Linked DNA regions of Mus musculus: region 2 is linked to region 1. A link is a contact called in public promoter capture Hi-C data. All regions are on one chromosome and are shown on one strand. Each heading gives the region's core, a stretch centred on a gene start, on an enhancer-like site or on the middle of the called end of the contact. The rest is flanking DNA. Distances are from core to core; before and after follow the strand shown. Region 1 holds the start of Tlr8 (toll-like receptor 8). Region 2 overlaps Prps2 (phosphoribosyl pyrophosphate synthetase 2).

What was found. Promoter capture Hi-C pulls out the DNA fragments that hold promoters and counts their contacts.
Region 2: a promoter capture Hi-C map of hematopoietic stem and progenitor cells shows a contact between it and region 1, with 2.1 times the contacts expected there. The contact joins the enhancer-like site here to the promoter of Tlr8 in region 1. A contact is called at or near these places in 13 of 39 promoter capture datasets (the 3T3-L1 cell line, 3T3-L1-derived adipocytes, the C10 cell line and 8 more), 4 of 15 datasets of contacts at CTCF or cohesin (embryonic stem cells, hippocampal excitatory neurons, large pre-B cells and 1 more), 44 of 484 Hi-C or Micro-C datasets (3T3-L1-derived adipocytes, the AML12 cell line, B cells and 25 more), 6 of 115 datasets of contacts at active chromatin or transcription factors (CD8 T cells, the HPC-7 cell line, Th17 cells and 3 more) and 2 of 9 other capture datasets (liver and macrophages).

The regions. Positions count from the first base shown.
Region 1 is chrX:167,262,614-167,266,027 of GRCm38.p6, reverse strand. It overlaps Tlr8 (toll-like receptor 8), which reads left to right and starts at 1,699. Exons shown (of 3, transcript NM_133212.3): 1 at 1,699-1,876; 2 at 2,138-2,279. The coding sequence starts at 2,277.
Region 2 is chrX:167,358,400-167,361,813 of GRCm38.p6, reverse strand. The region is part of intron 4 of Prps2 (phosphoribosyl pyrophosphate synthetase 2); the gene reads left to right. Among named protein-coding and RNA genes, the nearest start is that of Prps2, 23 kb to the left of the region's middle. Within about 2 kb of position 1,908, at least 28 of the 459 cell types and tissues checked have an H3K27ac peak or open chromatin away from gene starts, as enhancers often do. A contact at or near this core is called in hematopoietic stem and progenitor cells and pro-B cells, where this site is marked.

The sequences.
Region 1 (3,414 bases), core at 450-2,949:
TTCTTATTAACTGTTGGTTGGTATTTTGCACCTTTGAACCCAGACCACAAGAGTCATATTCTTCTATCTGAACCAAGATAGCCTGCTCAGCCATCTCACTATGTTTCTGTTTGCGCTGTTATTGTTGCTTAGAGCATTGAGTTTCTAAAATAGGATGTCAACATGACCTGGAATTCACCATGGAGACCAGGCTGTCTTCAAATGCATGGAGACCCTCCTGCTTCTACCATCCAAGTGCTCAGATTACAGTGTGCACCATCATACTTGCTTAGAACTTTCTTTTGAACAGTGTTCAGGAGAAACAAAAAAAGTGAGAGGTGTCTAAATATAGCCTTTGATTTCTGAGGCCCCATCCTCCCTGAGACCATGCCTTCCCTGTGGTAATGGAGCATACTGATTCGTAAACTGTAAGCCCAAGTAAATCTTTCCTCTGTTAAAAAAAAAAGATTTCTGGTTATGTCACAAATGTTTAAGCTGTCTCTGTTCCTTGATGACCTGGATCCTAGAAAGCTCTCCCCGACCATGGCCAAATCGTGAATACCTCAGGGACTGATACTCAGAAGTCAGTCTAGGAAAGGTTATCCAAGGTATTCTATGACTTCTTCAAGGCATTTTTTTCTATAACCAGGCTTTCTGTGGTCCACATTTCTGTGAATGACACACAGTGTGTTTACCTCTTACTTAGTAGGAGGAGGCTCTATAGAACAGAGCACCTCACTCTGACATACTTCTTTCTCCAGAGGCCAGCAAGGACTTTCTGTTAAAAGTTGGCATTTTGGGACAAGAGGTGAATTTCTGATATCATGTATATCCTTACATGGTAACTGAAAAACAATATCTCACAATTATTTCATTTATAAAATTCAAAACAGAATAATAGCTGAGGGTAGATTTTACTATGTACATGGTAATCAGAAAAAAATTAGAATTAGTTTTTGAGAGGGGTGTTTTTATAATTAGAGATTGAAGCTAGTGCTTCAACATGCCAAATTGCCAAATGTTCCTTTGTAAATTTTTGGTTTTTTGTTTTGTGTGTGTGTGTGTGTGTGTGTGTTTACTTGTGGACCAGATGTTGCTCCAAGGTTTTTGATTGTGAATACCTTTCTATGAAATATGTGGTGGGGCCCTGGCCCTGGAAGCTCCAAGTCTAATTTTATCCAACCAAATGAGAAAAGGGAAAAATCCCCAGACTCTACAATGCTCATCCAATCCCTCTTGCTCTCACTCAATGAGGAATTCTTTTATTTTTGAATGAACATTTATTGACCTTACATTGCATGTCAGGTGCTGCATGTAGAAGTGCCCCAGCTACAGTGGGCGATCCCTAGACACCTATGCAGCATGGCAGTCTTGAAAAGGTGTGGAACAAAGCAGAAGTATATATGAGTTACATACCTAAAGATAAGTTTCATAAATCCCAAATTTGATACAAATTTATGGTACAGGTGTTTGCTTTTTAAAATAATTTTTCATCAAAATATTATTTTCTCCCCCATTTTATTGCCTGTTTCCCTCCTAATCCTGCTTACCCAAACCCTACAGGTATCCATAGACATGAATATATGCCAACTCAAAAAAGTATGATGTGAGGGTTCTATGAAAATAATTTTATAAATGACTTTTCCTCTGAATTCAGTTTCGAAATTTTTAAAGCATAGCCAATAAGTGATTTGGCAACAGTTAAGAAATCACAAGTTCCTGTCTTCCAACATAAACTTCTGCAAATCCATTGCTAGATTTTGCTGATGCTAAAGCGACCAGATTTCAGAAGTTTGCCAAAGTCTGCTCTCTGCACAGCTACTGTACACAGAGGACCACTGCACTGCTACTACAAGCTATTGAAAGAGAACCTTGAAGGGATCCCAGCCAGAAAGGGGTAAGCTATGTGCGAGCTTGTCTCAAAGATCTCCTGCAAAATATAATTTCCCATCTAGAGATCCGGGTTGGTGGCTACTGATGGAAACAAAGAAAGTACTAACTGAGCCAAGTAGTAGCAGAAGCCAGAGGAAACCAGCAGCACACATTGTATGCTGGGAGGACTGCCTGTCTGATGAGTTTGTGCGAATGTTAAGATAAACTAAATTAGAGAGGAAACTTTGAAAGCCGAATACAATGATAATATTATCATTCTGAACAGGAAAGCAAGAGCCTTCCAAGAAAGAATTTGGGCTGTTCTATTATTTTCTGGTCCAGCTATAGAGCACATCTTCTTCCAGAAAAACAGAGTTGGATGTTAAGAGAGAAACAAACGTTTTACCTTCCTTTGTCTATAGAACATGGTAAGTTCCCTACCGCTAGACCAGTGGTTCGCAACCTCTCTAATGCTGTGACACTTTAATATAGTTCCTCATGTTGTGGTGACTTCCAACCACAAAAATATTTCATTGCTACTTCATTACTGTAATTCTGCTCCTGTTATATTTAATTGTAATGTAAATATCTGTGTTTTCCTATAGACTTAGGCAACCTTTGTGGAGAGAATTCTTTGACTCCCAAAGGGGTCATGACCCACAGGTTGAGAACCATTGCTTTACAAACATGGTTCAGTATCTGCAGTCTGGTGATAGTTGCTTTTAACTACTAAAAGCTGGAGTTTCTGTAGCAGCAGCTCCTTTTCCTGTTTGAAGTTTTAAAATGCACATCTCACTGCATCTGCTGCTATTGCCTTACACTGTCTAGATGCAGCAAGAGTTCTATTCTTATCATTGTCAAAAGATATTTGATTGAAAAGCAAACAAACTACAAGTTTCTCTGAATGGTGTATGTTATAGAAAATTCAGGGAAGTATAAGGAGAAATTGGAATATCTGACTTGAAACAAATCTCACTTAAAATTGACCATGTATGTTTTCCCTAGCCATTTAGTGCATATGAAAGGCCTTGGTGTGCTTTTGACACTAATTTAATGTCTATTTAACTTATTGGAAGTTAATTTTTATGCTCAGTTAGGTCCATAATGGAGCTTGAATATCAATTCATTTTGCAGTAAAATTTTATGATCCTTACAAATGACTGTGATCTATATGGGATTGGTCCAAAGAGACCAAAAGCACATATGACACTGCAATTGAAGTCGCCCAGTTTCGACTTGGTAAATTGCTATGATAGTCAAAATAGCTATGTCGTAAGAAAGGAGAGTATAGAACAGTAAGTGAATCAGAGGAAGCTTGTAAAGAAGTCCTTGGCTTCCACCTGTCACCAGAGGGAAAGAAGAGGGTAGGTTTTACAAGCTTACATTGATTCTCTCACTGTTTATATTTTACGGTCTTATGTTATGTTGAATATCATTTCATTTTCTTTCGATCACTGCTTCTCGTCCTAAATGATAATCCTAAAACCAGCAGAACTGATGGGGGGGAAAGGCAGGCTATCGGGAAGTCCAGTTTCAGAGAACACCATACACAGGAACTCATTA
Region 2 (3,414 bases), core at 659-3,158, 96 kb before region 1:
TGTGTCTCAGTGGTGGAACCTTGGCAGTCAGGCTCATAGCCCTGGATTTCTTCTCTAGCACTGCATAGACACATTTGAGTACACACATACACACACACACACACACACACACACACACACACACACTCATTCTCATGTACCTTCTCCTCACTTGTTGATATCTTCATCTCCTTGCAGCCCTAGAATCACACTTAAAAAGACTTAAGAGTGGCCAATAAAGTAATCCCAATGCATTGCGTTCCCTGGTTCTCAGAAGAGCACATGTGTTGGGCTCTTAGCTGCTGTCCAACAGCCACTGGTTCTCAGCACAGAAGAGAAGAAAACAGGGCAGGTAACTGGAGAGGGACTCTCTGACAGCTGCTGGAAGTGCCTCTGCACAGGAAGGAGACTCACATGAACGACAGTGGCAGTTAGGTTCCCAAGCCCCCAACTATGCAGGTGTCTTAGTCAGGGTTTCTATTTCTGCACAGACATCATGACCAAGAAGCAAGTTGGGGAGGAAAGGGTGTATTCGGCTTACACTTCCACATTGCTGTTCATCACCAAGGAAGTCAGGACTGGAACTCACACAGGTCAGGAAGCAGGAGCTGATGCAGAGACCATGGAGGGATGTACCTTACTGGCTTGCTTCCCCTGGCTCGCTCAGTCTGCTCTCTTATAGAACCCAAGACTACCAGCCCAGAGATGGTCCCACCCAAAAGGGGCCCTCCCCACTTGATCACTAATTGAGAAAATGCCTTACAGTTGGATCTCATGGAGGCATTTCCTCAACTGAAGCTCCTTTCTCTGTGGTAACTCCAGCCTGTGTCAAGTTGACACAAAACTAGCCAGTACAGCAGGGTTGGGCTTGGGAGCTAGCAGTAGTCCATTCTCTAGCCCAGAGCATGATGAGCACATGTGACCTTGGGCAAGCCATTGAAGTTTTCCCAGGTCATGTCTTTTTAACCATGTGAGTGACTTTGCAGAGTCATTTCTCCTGGATTTCTTCCATATCAACTTTGCAGTTGATTTGGAAGCTTCCCAAAGTCATGAGGTAGAACATGCATTCACATCATTCAAATCTCTTCTAGGCTAAGGGGTCCGGGGTGTTAGATAACTTGGGTTATAACAGCAGTAGGGGATTCAGAATATTTTCAGATTTCTGCAACTGTTACTGGTAACCACCTCCACACATTTTCATCACACCAAGAGGAAAAATCCCATGCCCCTTAGCAGTTGCCACCCATGTCCCCTGATCCCATTGGTTACTCCAGTGTCCCTCTATGGGAAGACACATAAAAAATGTGTTCATATCAATTGATCATACAGCAAATGACCATTTTCTCTGGCATAAAAGAAAAAAGAAAATAGAACTTTGGCCCAAGCAAGTCTAAAGAATAATAGATTCCATGGAGTTCTTTTGGCCCTTTCCCTTTTCCTATCCCAACTGTCTCTATCTATAGCCAAGAATATCATTCATACTTTCAGCAAAAATATTGAAACAGAGGCTAGTAAGATGACCCAGGAGTTAAAGGTGTCTGTATCCCAGTCTGATAACCTGAGCTTAATACCTGGGAGCCTCATAAGAGAAGACCTATTTCTTCAATATATTCTGACTGCCACACTTGTGCTTTGGCATACATGCATACACACACACACACACACACACACACACACAGTAATAAAAAATTAAAGCAAATTGAAAGAAAATAGAAAAGGTAACTCAGCTTCATCAAGTACTGTTGTTCTTTCCAGTGTTAGGGTAGTGTTCAAACATACATCCCCTGGTTCCATAGACGCAGACTACCGGTAATGTGTTCCCATGATTTGACTGTGGAACCTTTCCCCCAGCCTCCTTTGCCTGCACACTTGCGCCACAGCTGCGTTGGGGGTTGTAGAACCTGGGAGGCAGAGTGTCACTAGAAGAAGGTCATTGTGGGGTTGTAGTTTATAACCCAGATCAGCTTCTGCTTGGGTCTCTGCTTCCTGTTCCTCTAAGATGTGGCAAATAGAAGCCACCTGCTCCTGCCACAAAGAAGTTGCCTACTACCAGCCATTTTCCTATCCTGGTGGGCTTTATTTCCTTAAATCATGAGCCGAACGAAGTTAACCCTCTCCGCTTTGAGTTGTTCTTTGTCAGGGTTTGGTCACAGCAGTAAAAATAACACAGATGCGGCACACACTTCTCCACAGAGGTTCTTAAAAAGCGAACTCGCTATATTTTACCAGTAATTCTATAGTTATCTAACATATATTCTTGATCATTTCTCAAGGGAGGGGGGATTTATTTTGCTTTGTGATTTGAAGGTACAGCCTATTATGGCCAGGAAGGCGTGGCATCAGGAGCATATAGCAGCTAGTTGCTTTGCATTCTTAGTCAGAACAAAACACAAATGCTGGGTCTTAGTGCCCCTCTTTTCTATTTAGTGAAAGAAACCATTTCAACAGTGCCATGTATTTTCAGGGTTACCTGGTTGTTTTCATAGCTGTGTAATAGTCTCTCTCGCGCGCGCATGTGTGTATGTGTGTGTGTGTGGTCCTTCCCATGCTACTCATTCATAAACACTGTTGTTTGTGTGAAACACTGTTGTTTGTGTGATACAAATTTAGCAGAATTGTCTGACCTTTTGCATAGTTGTCTAAATAAGATACATTCCTAAAATTAAAACTGCCAGCCCAAAGGCACAGGACATTTAAGTTTTGGTGGACAGAGCTCAAAGTGGGTCTTTCAGAAAAGATATTCCAGATAGTGTTGTCCAGTATGGCTGCCAGAGTCTTGGTACCCACCCTTGCTCACATAGTGTATAATCAGTTTCAGTTGGCCTATGAGGCAAGTAGCCTGAGATATATCTTCTTGTGAACTTGGTTGTTAGGAGTGAAGTCAGGCATCCTTTCTGGTGTGATGGTTTTTTTCTATGAGTACAAACTTCCGTGTCTTAGCTGGAGACGTTTACCTGCGGATTGGCAAAGGTAGGCTATTACCTTTTAATGAGTATCTCAGGTATTTCCCCAGTTTTTTAACTGCCTCCCACTTTTATATTCTTATTCCCTAAAGAACTTTGAAAACCATCTTATACTTACATTTTGGCTTCTGGGCCTATGAAGCACTTGCCTTTCCCTTAAATTTTTTCTTCGCTTATGATTTTGCATATTTTCAAAGGTCTCTTTTTCTCTTTTAATGTTCTGATTTTTCTTGCATTTGACATTTATTGGGAAATAAAAAGTAAAATAAAAATCCAATTCCCACCTATCCTCCACCAGCTATCTAGTCATTCAAGAGCTATTGAATTATCCATCCTTTCTGTATTGGTTTAAAACAACATTTTTTATTATATACTAAGTTCTTCTGTCCCTTGCAAACTCCCACTTTTAAAAATCACAGAAGAGGGTTTGGGAGATACTCAGTGGATAAGTGTTCTTTCTGCTTAAGTGTAA